Regions from separate parts of the Zea mays genome. Here all the other regions are linked to region 2. The links are chromatin contacts, called in public Hi-C maps. All regions are on one chromosome and are shown on one strand. The core of a region is the stretch at or near the end of the contact, and the rest is flanking DNA. Distances in the headings are between cores, read along the strand shown. Region 1 has its middle 53 kb from the start of LOC103648828. Region 2 holds the start of LOC100193682. Region 3 holds the start of LOC103648828 (ABC transporter C family member 4).

Region 1 (4,724 bases), core at 1,047-3,546, 560 kb before region 2:
AGCGGGTTTTCTTGAACTAGTGAAACTTTGGAAAGGCCTCGTAGTGCTACCCTGCCTCGCTTCCTTAGTAGAGGTGTATGGGGTCTGTACAAACCCATGGCAAATGGGTAACACGACTTGTTGGTAAAGATGTGCAACCTCTGCTGAGTGTAAAACTGGTATATCAGCCGTGTTCACGGTCATGAGCGGCTCAGACACTCACATGATTAACTTCTGGAACTTCTGAAATTAAACTTAATTTGTCATTTACACTGCATGGTGGGTGTTATTATTAATCTCGATCTCTTATTTATTTGGGTTGGTATGTACTTACACTTAGTAACTGTTAATAAAAATTTGACCAACTTTAAAAGTGTCACACCTGGGTTCTAGTGAGTCCAAAACCTGTGCGTGAAATAATCACCAAGTTTACTAGGATCAAGTCTCACACATATGATGACTCATGGTACAAAAACGAATGTCACATCTTTACTATATAATAGGAGTTCTGTACAAAATAGTTAAATAATTACATCATATGAAGACAATGATCCAGCAACCAAAGTTGACTAGGAGACGACGGTCTAGACCTCTCACGAACTCATCTCAGCATCCTTCACGCGCCTCATCCTGTGGTACCTATTCTTGACCTGGGGGATGTGAGTATAGCAAGAGTGAGCTCACATACGTTCATCGCTCAACAAGTTGTGGGGAATAATGTGCATGAACTCACCAAAGGTGGGAGCTCATGTGAAGTGTAAGGCTTACCAAAGAGGATGGTTAAAGCTGAACATTGCTTTTAATGTTGGTCAAAATTTTATTAGCAGTTACTAGGTATAAGTAGATACCAACCCAATTTAGTAAGAGATCGAAATTAATAACAACACCCACAATGCAATGCATATGACAAATTAAGTTTAATTCCATAAATTAATCATGTGGGTGTCCGAGCTGCTCATGACCGTGAGCACAGTTGATATACCGGTTTTACACTCTACAGAGGTTGCACATCTTTACCCACAAGTCGTGTTACCCATTTTCCATGGGGTTGATCGGACCCCATACACCTCTACCAAGGAAGCAAGGCAGGGTACCACTATGAGGCCTTTATAAAGTTACACTAGCTTCAGAAAACCCGCCACAGTTCTAGGGAGTGTAACATAGGAATCCCTCGTCTGAAAAGACATCACAACAAAATCAGCCCTCGAACCTTTCTATACCGACCACTCCCCTACTGTCCTTGCCCCTTTCGGGTAAGGTAGTCCTCCACTAGCTTTCCTAATTAGTCAGCCAAGGGCGTCCCGTACCACCCTTGTGATAGCACTGTTTTCCCGGGTGGTTCTCCATATTCCAATTAAAAATATGATTTTATCATGAACAAAAATTTAACAACATAATTGGAACATGATCATAATAAAACATTAGTTTCCTAAAACCAGGTAGAGCAATAGCAAATCTACCCAATAATTCATCTGTTTGCAAGGTGTGGGATAAACAATGCTAGGGAAAACCTATTACGTCCCATCAAATTAACCTGAGCGTATCACAGTGATTAACAACAAACATTATTAGGTAAAAAGGAGTAATCAAGAGCACAACTTGCATTAGACTCTAGATTCTAGGTACCAGGATGGTCTTCAGATTCTAATGACCTCACTGCTATTCGTAGCAATACAAGCAAACATGGTATATGCAAAATTAACATGACACCAAACATAAGCACAAGCTGCATAATAATATTCTACGCGTCGCTACGAGATCGTAGGTTCGAGAACCGCTAAATTCGGAGCTACAGTTATGAAGTTATGATTTTCTAAAGATTTAGGAGTGGGGTACAAAAGAGATTAAATACATAATCAATTTAGGTTTCATAACAAAATAAAGCTACCAGGGGATAAACAATATTATTATGGATCTAATGCAATTGGAATGGATCAAAACATATTCAAAATGCATAAAATATAGATTATCTAAGTTTATGGAATTATTCTTATACTTAAAATCATTTTCAGATTCGTTTTATATAAATTATCTTCCTTAGTGGACGGCAGGCATGATTCTCTATAAGTACAGGGGTTTGATTACAAATTTTAGGACTAGTTTGCGAGGTTCTTTGAACCTAAGAGAACTGCAGGTTGATTTTGTGAAAGCCGAGGGGCTCTTTTGCACATTGCCGGGTCCGAAGGGGTACACAGCCATCCTAGCCACCCGATCTAACCTAAACGGTCCAGATTAGATTTTAAACTCATGTGAACCAGTATTCATCCACCACCGTTGGATCATGGATCAACAGTCCGGGATGACCCATGCCCATATGTAATCTTCTCCTCTCGTCTCCGATCCAACGGACCAAATCAGAACGTGAAGCAGGGGGGTATGGACCTTTTAATCCTGGCGCAAACAACGAGATCTACGGTACACATGCCACCCACCAAATTTTATCCTTTATACTCGATCTCCACCGTCGATCCAAGGACCGATGACCACCACTCTTCTCCCTCAACCCTGCTCTCTCAACGCGGAGCACAGGGCTTGTGCGACGGCGGCCATGGCTGGCAAACAGCGCCGGTGCCCTGGTACACCATTATCATGAACGATCGGTTCTACGCTATGAATAGGACAAGGCGAACGGCAGGGGTGGGTAGTTACCAGCTATTGGGCCGCGCAGACTCCCATCGACGATGGATGGAGCAGGGCTGTCCTTACCGAGCCCGACGAGCAATTGCCACCAATTTTTGGCCACCAGAGCTCAACGATAACCATCGACACGCTCCTCAAGAGAATGCGAAGCTCCCTGACCCCATGCTCCACCCCGAGCGACGACGTTCCTCAGTTTCCCCCGTGGCGGCGTCTCTTCTTCCGCACCGATCCCCCCGGTTCTTGTGGCGAGGCATTACGCGTTCTTGGGGGGCTCCCATGCTGGCAGGGGCTAGAGGCCTCATGATTTTATAGAGCGGCGGCAGAGTCCGCAGCGACAAAGTCCGCGGTGGCCGGGTGAACATGCCCCGGCGGACGCACACATGGGTTTGTTACGCGTGGATTTGGTGGTGAAGGACTCCTGATAAACTGGCTCCACATGTCGGTTTCAGCCGAGATAGATACACGCACGCGAGACGCTGGCCAATCAGGCCCACAAGCCATGGCCCATCGCTAGTGCGCGAGTGCGGAGTGGCCGACCAATGGGGCCCACATGTCGGCGATGACGGGAGGTGGAGGTGGGCTGGCGTGGGGGTGAGTTGAGAGTGGGCCAGGGCAGTGGGAAAGGGTAACTAGGCAGAGGGGGAGGGAAATCAGCCCAAGAACTAGTTTGTCCATTTGCTTTTCTTTTTTATTTTCTTTTTCTGATTTCTTTTCCTTTTACTTATTTTTAATTTAGATTCAAATTCCAAATAAAGTTCAAACTTTATATCAATTTGAATGAGCAAACAAAGAAAAATCCCAGCATGGGTGCAAAGGTCTTATTTATTTATTTATTTATTATCCCATTTTCTATTTAACAAGGAATGTTTTGCAATATAAAATTAGTATTCACAAAAGATGTTATTTTAAGAAAACGATTTCTGATATACCACCATTACGTATCTTAGTGAACATTCTCAAGTATTAATTATACTTTCAAAGTTTTAAATTTAACATTTGAACAGCCACACTTTCAATATTACTATTTATTTTAGTAAAATATTCCTTCTAAAGAGATCTATTATTGGAAGTCATTCTATTCTCAAATCTTGGGAGAATTATTTAAATAACTAAAACAAGGTTTTGGTTGTTACAAAAAGCAATGCTCAGCTTTAATCATCTCCTTTGGTAAGCCTTACACTTCACAAAAGCTCCCACCTTTGGTGAGTTCATGCACATTATTCCCCACAACTTGTTGAGCGATGAACGTATGTGAGCTCACCCTTGCTGTACTCACATCCTCCCCATGTCAAGGACATGTACCACAGGATAAGGTGCATGGAGGATGTCGTGACGAGTTCGTGAGTGATCTAGGCCGTCGTCTCCCAGTAACCTTTGGTTGCTGGATTGTTGTCTTCGTATGATGTAATTATTTAACTATTTTGTACTGAACTCCATTATATATTAATGATGTGACATTTGTTTCTATTGGGGACTTGTTCTTAAATGCTATGAATTAAGAACAAGGCAACACATAAAATGTTAATTGATAAAGTCCTTCGTCCATCGAAGTATTATTTCCCTTAGGATATAATGATTTTCGGACGAAGGTTTTGAAGGACGCACCTTCATAATCACAGCATACAATGATGAAGAATGAAACACAAGAAATATGAAGGATAACATGGATAATTATATATTATTATTAACTTATTTTTTCATTATTATTGTGTAGAAACAGAAATAACATCAAATTACAAATGTACCTTCAGCTTGAAGGAGATAAAAGTACAGGTGTGACGCAAAAGCGAATGCAAAATCAGCGTGAACAGTACGGGGATACTGTTCACCTATTTATAGGCGCGAGACACAGCCCATACGAAATTACATTCATGCCCTTTACATTTGATAACAAATCTATAGTAATCTATCGAGGTCTGAATAGCCTTTTCATCTTTAAGTCGGTTTCATTTTCTGCTACCAGGCCAAAGCTTTTCTCGCTCACATCTTCGACGCTGTATCAACCTTCGTATTATTTTGGTCTTTTCCTGCTGTGATACCGACTTGAGTCCGAAGATACCTATTCACACATTATACTCCAGAAATACTGTTAAATCCTATTTTTG
Region 2 (4,274 bases), core at 1,245-3,744:
AGACTTGATGGAGGAAGAGGATTCCTCCTTGTGCTTGTGAGCGGACTCCCTTGAGTGCGTTCTCCCCGAGCTTGCGGACTTGTCGCCGGTCCCGATCTCCCTCTTGGCGGATGCTCCCGACATCACTTCAAGCGGTTAGGCTCTAATGAAGTACCGGGCTCTAATACCAATTGAAAGTCGCCCAGAGGAGGGTGAATAGGCAAATCTGAAATTTATAGAGTTTCGGGGTTAGCGTTAGAAATATAATCGAGTCCAAAAGAGAGGGCGAAAACAAATCACAAGCAAATGAGGCGGATGACACGGTGATTTGTTTTACCGAGGTTCGGTTCTTGCAAACCTAATCCCCGTTGAGGTGGTCACAAAGACCGGGTCTCTTTCAACCCTTTCCCGCTCTCAAACGGTCACCTAGACCGAGTGAGCTTCTCTTCTCAATCAATCGGACACTAAGTCCCCACAAGGACCACCACACGATTGGTGTCTCTTGCCTTGATTACAATTGAGTTGGAAACAAGAAAGAAGGAAGAAGAAAAGCAATCCAAGCGCAAGAACTCAAATGAACACAATTGTCTCTCTCACTAGTCACTATTTGATTGGAATGATCTTTGTACTTGGGAGAGGATTTGATCTCTTTGTTTGTGTCTTGGAATGAAGTCTAGAGCTCTTGTATGAGGTTTGATGGCTGAAAACTTGGATGCATTGAAGTGTGGTAGTTGGGGGGTATTTATAGCCCCAACCACCAAAAGGACCGTTGGTGAGGGCTGCTGTCGTATGGCGCACCGGACAGTCCGGTGCGCCACCCATGTCACCAGGTCGTTGGGTTCTGACCGTTGGAGCTTCTGACAACTGGGTCACCGGACAGTCCGGTGGTGCACCGGACAGGTCCTGTTCACTGTCCGGTGCGCCTTCTGACGCCTGCTCTGACTCTGCGCGCGCAGTCGGCACTGTTCCTGTTCACTATAGCCATTGCAGACGACCGTTGGCGCTTGGAGCCGTTGCTCCGCTTGGTGCACCGGACAGTCCGGTGAATTATAGCGGAGCGGCCTCCCGAATTCCCGAAGGTGGCAAGTTCAGAGTTGGGTTCCCTGGTGCACCGGACAGTCCGGTGCGCCAGACCAGAGCTTCCTTTGGATTATCTTTTGCTCTATTTATTTGAACCCTTTCTTGGTCTTTTTATTGGTTTGTTGTGAACCTTTGGCACCTGTAAGACTTACAATCTAGAGCAAACTAGTTAGTCCAATTATTTGTGTTGGGCAATTCAACCACCAAAATCAATTAGGAAAAGGTGTAAGCCTATTTCCCTTTCAAATACATCTCCAAATAAAATAACCAAACCTCTACTAAAAGGGAGAGAAAAAGGAAACTATAGAGAGAAGAAGAGAGGTAACACCTAAATTTGGTAGATACTAGAGAAGAAATTTTATACACCTAAATTTATGGTGTTAAAGTGGCCAAGTGGGTCTTAGATGGCTTCGATACATTTCATATGTATCATTACATTTAGTTCTTAATAAATTAGTGATTGATATCTAACCATGTTTTCATAACTATGTAGGGAGTCCCAATACGAATACACTACATAAGACCATGATCACGGCGCACCTGCCAGTGTAGGACACATAGGGATCAGACTCCAAGGCCTACAACAAGCATATCAGACCCCGATTCTAGCAATAAAAGACAAGGTTCGTCTTCACCCCTACTTTCCTATGCCAATTATCCGGTTGGTGAGGTGACACAGTAACCAATGAGGTGGGTGTACGAATGGGAGGACATTAAGTACTACCAAATGTTGGTGGAGTCATGGATTACGACTTCTTCGTGGACCGATCAGACTTGGACAGGGTACAATGCACAATTGATACATGAGCAAGGTATTATGTTGCTATCAACGGAGGAGTATAATATGGCACAAGCACAATATCAGTGGAATGCACCATGTGTGAATGATCTTTGACGGAGCAACAACTGTGAACTATGAATGGTGTATTTTTATCTTCGTCATTGTTTGTGAACTATGAAACTGCTAAATATTATTATTAAAATTGTGATATTGTTTAGGGTCATCTTTTGTTTAAATTATGGAGCCTTAATATGCTTTATTTACAAAATACATATAGCTCGGTCTTTATTTCTATGCTGTCGATTTATCAGGCCAAAAACCGATTAATCAGTCTTATCGATTTATGGGTTTTGAATTAAAATTTTTTGACCAATTCCTACCTATTTTCACCGGTATCGATGGGCACATGTTTTCACAATTTCACCCCTCAGATCTTGTTCGGTTATTTTCAATCTATATAGATTGGAAGTAATTGATTCAAATTGAAAGAAATTTTAACTTACTAAGATTAAAATTCACTAAATCTTTCTCAATCCATATAAATTAGGATAGAACCGAACAAACCCTCAACCGGTTTAGTGAACCCCGCCGGAGAGACAACCCAACCCCCCTGCTCGACCCGCTGAACTGCCGAAGCATCGCCTACTCTTCCTACTCAGCTCCGCTGGTCCGGTCGTCGCGTAGCGCCCTCACCCCCAGCCACCCCCACCACGAAGGCCGCGCGCTCCCCGCCTTCCGACGTCGCTCTCTCCGCCCAGCTCAAGCGCCCAGCGGTGAGGGAAGGGAAGGAAAAACAGACCTTTTTTTTTCTTCTCGGCGGCCTCGTGACTATGGATCCGCCGAGCTCCGGTCTCCCGCCGGTGCCGAGGTTTCCTGGCTCGATCCGTGACCGGCCCACGTGGAGACGGTGCTGGTGCTAGTACCGGTGCCTCCACCGTGTTTCTTGGCGACCTTACTACCTCCTCTCCTCCTCTGGAAGATTGCTGCTGCAGCCTGCAGGAAAGATGGCCGAACGCCGAAGGTGGGCAGCGTTAGTTACTCCTCCATGCTTTTTTCCTTCAGTTCAACAAATATGTTTGGATTTTTTTTTACCGGACTGTGGAATGCTTCGAGCTCGGGGGTTTATCGGATTTGGGCTGTTCTAAATCTCCTACCTACTCTGGCCCATATTTTTACCTTCTGGAGTACGTGTATAACAAGATCCATGGTGGACTGATGGATTCGGTTTTGACCGATACATGTATTTCGATGCTATTTTTTGGAAGGATTAAATCTTCAACACGTGCCCAAGCCCAACCGCCCAAAGGCATCGATTTGCTTTTCGCCAGATCTTGATTTGTGTGCCGCGGTTTGATTGATTGCAAAGCTGTGATGTTAACTGCGTTCAATTTGTACTTATACTACATCTGATGAATGCAGGAGCGTCGGCGCGTGCAGTGTGGAATCGACGCCGAGCGCCTCCAGTCGGTGCAGGAATGCGCAAATGCACGTCTGAATGAAGCCTGGTTGGTGGTAGAGCCGATGGTGGTGGGAACGGCGCCGTGCGGGGTCTCCGTCTCCTCCGTGTGGATCCTCCTGCTCCTTTCCTCCCTGCTCCTCTCGCCGTCGGCGGCGTCCGTCGATTTCGGCCACTGCGGCTGCGACGACGCCGACGACGGCGCCCTCTCGAGCACCTACAACATCCTGCAATGCCAGAAGGTCAGCGACTTCCTCATCGCCGCGGCCTACTTCTCCATCCCGCTCGAGCTGCTCTACTTCGCCACCTGCTCCGACCTTTTCCCCCTCAAATGGATCGTGCTGCAGTTCGGCGCCTTCATCGTGCTCTGCGGCCTCACGCACCTCATCACCGTGTTCACCTACGACCCGCACTCCTTCCACCTCGTGCTCGCCCTCACCGTCGCCAAGTTCATGACGGCACTAGTCTCCTTCGCCACAGCCATCACGCTGCTGACACTGATACCGCAGCTCCTGAGGGTGAAGGTCAGGGAAAACTTCCTGGTGAACAAGGCACGTGAGCTGGACCGGGAGGTGGGGATGATGAAAATGAAAGAAGAGGCGAGCTGGCATGTGCGTATGCTCACACAGGAGATCCGCAAGTCGCTCGACAGGCACACCATCTTGTACACCACCATGGTTGAGCTCTCGAAAGCGCTGGAACTGCAGAATTGTGCTGTCTGGATGCCCGATGAAACCAGGAGCGAGATGATCTTAACTCATCAGCCAAGGGAAAGGGATATAATGGACCAGCAGAACTGCTCGATTCCTATTGATGATCCAGATGTTCAAGAAATAAAGGCTACCAAGGACGCAAAAGTTCTTGGGCCAGATTCGGCACTAGGGGTTGCTACCCGCAAGCTTGACGTGGGGCCTGTGGCTGCAATAAGGATGCCGATGTTAAGGGTGTCAAATTTCAAAGGAGGGACTCCAGAAGTGA
Region 3 (4,824 bases), core at 1,412-3,911, 620 kb before region 2:
CTCGGAGAGGACCCCACGACAGCCGAGGAAACTGTAGTTTGTTGCAGAGTTATTGGTCGAGAGCTCGGACATCGATGGAGCTCTCCAACTGCGGTTTTGGAGAAGACCGATCTGATGGAAAGGTCCCACGCGTCAGCCGAAGCGCGTGGCAAGAGCGAATGACAGAGTGGACCCACATGACATAGCACCAAGGGCACGCGTGGAGTAGAGTTGGGACCTGACAAGCGGGGCCCACAAGTAGCGACCCACGGGTTCAGCGACGCGATGCGTTTTGACTGGCCAGGTGGGGCCACATGTCGGCGCTGACTGTTGTTGTGGGCTGCGAGGGGGGATTGGGAGTGGGCCGAGCAAGTGGCTGGGCCACGAGTGGGAGAAGTGAACGGGCCGGCCAAAGGAGGAAATGACCCATGCGCAGGTAAATCTTCTTCTTTTCTTTTCTTTTATTTCAGTTTTGTCTCTCTTCTAAATTTCCAAATTTGGTATTTTGAATTCAAATTTGCTGGTGAGTTTCACAGATTAAGTGCACAAATAAAGTACTAGCATGAAGAATTATAATTATTTATATATATTTCTTTGTAATGTATTTTGCATTTCTATTTCATTCTCTTTTCTTATTTCTCTTTCCATTTTCAAATTCTATTTTTCAAACTTAAACTTGTCTCATAAATTTGAATACAAATACAAATAGACAAGAACTCCAGCATGATATGCATTTTTCCTATATTTATTTATTTATTTGTTATTCGACCAATATAATTCTTTTAATTGAGTATGTATGACGAGAAGAAAACTAGATAATCTTTAAAGGTTCCATAATTCCCAAAACACCAACATATAAGTGTATTCATTTATTTATTGTATTTTTTTATCTTAAACAAAATTTGGGCTTTACACTGGTATACTCCTGAAGGTCCTGCATTTTCTCTATTTTCTACTCTCTGTTGCATTTCTGCTTTTTCTCAGGGGGAGTTCTCTTGTCGAGTGGGAGTTTTTCTTTCTACCCTTGTTTGTGCTTGATGAGTTCACTTGTCAACAAGGGAGAGAGATTTTGATTTTCCGGTTCCTCTATCTAGGGGGAGAATTTGGTCTTTCGGGCTTCCTCTCATCCAAGGGGGAGGGATGTGTTATTTGGAGTTATTTGTCTTTGGTAGAGATTTTTGGGAGTATTGTGACAGGGGGAGGAGAGTTGAGCCTTTTGGAGCTTTTGCTAGTTGTGTTGAGCCGTTTGCATCTTTCTGAAGGAACTAGCTTTGATTTTAGATTTTGTGCTGATTTTATGCTCTGAATTGATTTTTATGCTCCGATAAAGCTTTTTGTGCTCCGATGAGATTTGTTGCTACTGGCTAATGGTGTTGAGCCCTGTTTTTGCCTCTTATTGAGGGCTAGCCTTTTATTGCTTGGTCGTGTTGAGCCGTTGCCCATTTCTTTGGGGACCAAGTTTTGCTTACTCTAAATGACTTGTCTGGCTTTTATATGGCTTTTGGTCATTTGAGTGAGTTTCTCTTTTGTCTTCCTCTTTCTGTTTATATATGCTCATATGGTGGTTTTGACAATGCACTCATCAAGGGAGAGATTGCGAACATAAGGTTGACTTTGTACCTTGTGGTTCGGGTTGATGATGAGTGATTGTCAACGGATATAACTCTGGGGTAGTCAGTGGACTGACAAAAGTGTGAGATTATGCTTGTGCAACCATGTCGGTCGGCTTGTGGTGTGTAGGTGTGGAGCAAAGGGACTGTGGTCGACGACTGAGGTGAAGGTCATGCAGGCTCGTGCTGATGGATAAGGAGCGGTGAAGGGCGAGTGCTGGTTCTTGACTGACGGGTGACCAGCCGCGGTGGTTGACACCTAGGACACAGACTTGCGCGAGGAAGTGGTGGAGTGGACCGCGCTGCCGGCGTGGTCGAGGACTGACGGGACATGCGTCTGGTCGTGGAGTACGTGGACGAGGTGCGGTGCTCACGACAGGTTTGGTGGTTTAGGCCTCAAATCACCCAGCGCTACGTATGCGCGAGTTTTGCTGAGTTTGAAATTCATGTTGTCTTGATTTTCAATATCTTCAGAGGATTGAAATTCAAACAGGCCGGTCTGACCCAAAATACAAATAGATCGGGTCTTTTCGGGCTTGGAACCGGCCGGCCCGACCGGCTCGAATGTATCCTATAGTTTCATAAGTGTGGATGCCTAACAGATTCGAACAATTCAGTTCCTTGGCTAAGCGTTGTTGGACTTGGAGTTGTATCAGCGCCAAACCAGTTCCTTGGTTGCTAAGATTAATTCTATTTGAATGTTTCTAATAAAAAAATGGAGTTGTTCGATTTAGAGAAAAGAAAGACAACGGTGGTGTCATTCCAACACCTACTACTACTAGATTTGACTTTTCTAAGCCGTTTCTTCTTTTAGACCAAAGGCACGCAAAAGGTCTTGCAAGTTTAAATACTGCCAGCGCCAAAAACAAAAAGAAGAAGAAATGATGCAATAAGTGGAAAATGTTGCAGTAGTCCGCGTCTCCGCGACGCTCACAGGCAGTAGTAGGCTTTATTCCTTCATTTTGTTTTTCAAATGCTTTCTGGATGAAAAGTGAACGTGGACGTGGTACTAGGATAGTTTACGCCGGCGGCGACTGCGGATTATCCTGGCATGGCGACTGCGGATTATCCTGACTGCGGGCATTTTAAAATTTTCAATATGCGCCGCCTAGCGTAGCTAGCTAGTGCCAAATTTTCTACTTCGATATCGTCGGCGCCCCTCGCCCCGTCCGCACCGGCGTTGGCGTTCACAGTCGCAGAGTATTCCGCGCCGCCGCGTTACGTTCCTTGACCAGTCGCCGTTCACCAACGCTCACTAGGACTAGGTAATTGCTTTCTTCTCCGCTTGCGGTGCTGCTATACTGACTACTGAGGTCCTGTCCTCTCCGACAGAACTTCGCCACGGCCTCCCGCCTCGTCGCACCCAAACCCAAATGTGAGGTACCACCACGGGCCACTTGCCAGTGATGGAGGCCCCACCCTCCGCCCTCCCGTGGTGGCTCGCCACCACTGCCTGCTCCGCGCCGCCGACGCCCGCCGCGTCCTCCGTCGCCGGCCGCCTCGCCTTCCTCTTCCTCTCCCCCTGCCTGCAGCGCGCGCTGCTCGCCGCGATCGACCTCCTATTCCTCGTCGTTGCGCTCGCCGTCATCCTACGCGCCCGCCTCGCCCGGAGCAACGATGGCCTGAGCCTCGGCCTCGACCACCGCGAGCGGGAGCCCCTCCTCGCCAAGCCGGCCACCACGGACCAGGCGCCGCCTCCCCTCCGCCGTAGCTGGAGCTTCCAGCACGGCCTAGCGCTCGCGACTTCCGCGGTCCAAGCGGCGGCCGCCCTTGTGCTTCTACTTCTCCTCGCGTTGCTGCGCCGCAGCGGGAGGACCACGGGGCTGCTTGCGGCGGAGTGCGCGTTCCTCGCCGCGCACGCCGTCGCGCACCTCGCGGCCGCATGGGTTGTCGCGGTGGAGAAGAACACGGCAGGGACGTCACCCGCGCGACTCCACCCACTCCACCTCAGGTTCTTCTGGCTCGCCACGGCCGCTTTCGCCGCGCTCTACGCCGGGTGCGCGGCTGCGCGGTACGCCGCCGCCGAGCCGCTCGTCCCCGATGACCCGCTTGCGTTCGCGTGGCTGGCTCTCTCGCTCCCGCTACTCTATTTCTCGGCCACCGGCTCCACCGGCCTCGTCGTCGATTCCAATGGTGGTGGTCGTGCCGCCGCCGCCACGGAGGAGACGTACGCCACGGCGTCGTGGTTCTCGCTAGCCACGTTCGGATGGATCAACCCGCTCATCGCCAAGGGCTCCAGAGCGACGCTCGCGGCCGACCAAGTCCCGCCCGTGGCGCCGCCCGACACCGCCGAGGCGGCGTACGTGCTCTTCACCTCCAACTGGCCCGCGCCGGCGCCAGGTTCGTCCAAGGCTCAGCGCCCGGTGCTCACCGCGCTGCTGCGCTCCTTCTGGCCGCAGTTCCTTCTCACCGCCGTGCTCGGCGTCGCGCACCTCTCGGTCATGTACATCGGCCCGTCGCTTGTGGACCGGTTCGTCGAATTCGTGCGACGCGGCGGGGAGTTCACGGAGGGGCTGCAGCTCGTCGCTGTCCTCCTCGTTGGCAAGGCGGCCGAGACGCTGGCGTCGCACCACTACGAGTTCCAGGGCCAGAAGCTGGGCATGCGCATCAACGCCGCGCTGCTCGCCGCTGTGTACCGGAAGTCTCTGCGGCTGTCCACGGGCGCGCGCCGGGCGCACGGCGCCGGTGCGATCGTGAACTACATGGAGGTGGACGCCCAAGAGGTGGCTGACGTCACGCACCAGCTCCACAACCTTTGGCTCATGCCACTGGAGATCGCCGTCGCTCTTGCCCTTCTCTACACCCACCTCGGCCCCGCCGTGCTCACTGCGGTCGCTGCTATCGCCGTGGTCACCGTGGTCGTGGCCTTTGCCAACAAGCTCAACATCGAGTACCAGTTCAAGTTCCTCGCCAAGCGCGACGAGCGCATGAAGGCCATCACCGAGCTGCTTAACTACATCGGCGTCATCAAGCTGCAGGCGTGGGAGGAGACGTTCGGGAACAAGATCCGCAAGCTCCGGGAAGAAGAGCTCGGGTGGCTAGCCAAGTCCATGTACTTCATGTGTGCTAACACCGTCGTGCTCTGGAGCGGCCCTCTCGCCATGACCGTGCTTGTGTTCGGCACGTGCGTGTTGACTGGCATCCAGCTCGATGCCGGGAAGGTCTTCACGGCGACCGCATTCTTCCGAATGCTGGACGGACCTATGCAGAGCTTCCCCGAGGCGATCGCTGCTGT

The links. Hi-C and Micro-C count contacts between places; a contact is called where the count stands out from the background.
Region 1: a contact with region 2 is called in a Hi-C map of endosperm, with 6 times the contacts expected there. The contact joins the enhancer-like site here to the promoter of LOC100193682 in region 2. A contact is called at or near these places in 2 of 25 Hi-C or Micro-C datasets (endosperm and leaf).
Region 3: a contact with region 2 is called in a Hi-C map of leaf, with 5 times the contacts expected there. The contact joins the promoter of LOC103648828 here to the promoter of LOC100193682 in region 2. A contact is called at or near these places in 5 of 25 Hi-C or Micro-C datasets (bundle sheath, ear and leaf).

The regions. Positions count from the first base shown.
Region 1 is chr2:106,508,740-106,513,463 of Zm-B73-REFERENCE-NAM-5.0, forward strand. No RefSeq gene overlaps it. Among protein-coding and RNA genes, the nearest start is that of LOC103648828, 53 kb to the left of the region's middle. Within about 2 kb of position 2,297, at least 19 of the 20 cell types and tissues checked have an H3K27ac peak or open chromatin away from gene starts, as enhancers often do. A contact at or near this core is called in endosperm and leaf, where this site is marked.
Region 2 is chr2:107,072,406-107,076,679 of Zm-B73-REFERENCE-NAM-5.0, forward strand. It overlaps LOC100193682, which reads left to right and starts at 2,495. Exons shown (of 3, transcript NM_001358862.1): 1 at 2,495-2,861; 2 at 3,260-4,274. The coding sequence starts at 3,362.
Region 3 is chr2:106,455,848-106,460,671 of Zm-B73-REFERENCE-NAM-5.0, forward strand. LOC103648828 (ABC transporter C family member 4) reads left to right here and starts at 2,662. Exons shown (of 12, transcript XM_020548375.1): 1 at 2,662-2,854; 2 at 2,922-4,824. The coding sequence starts at 2,996.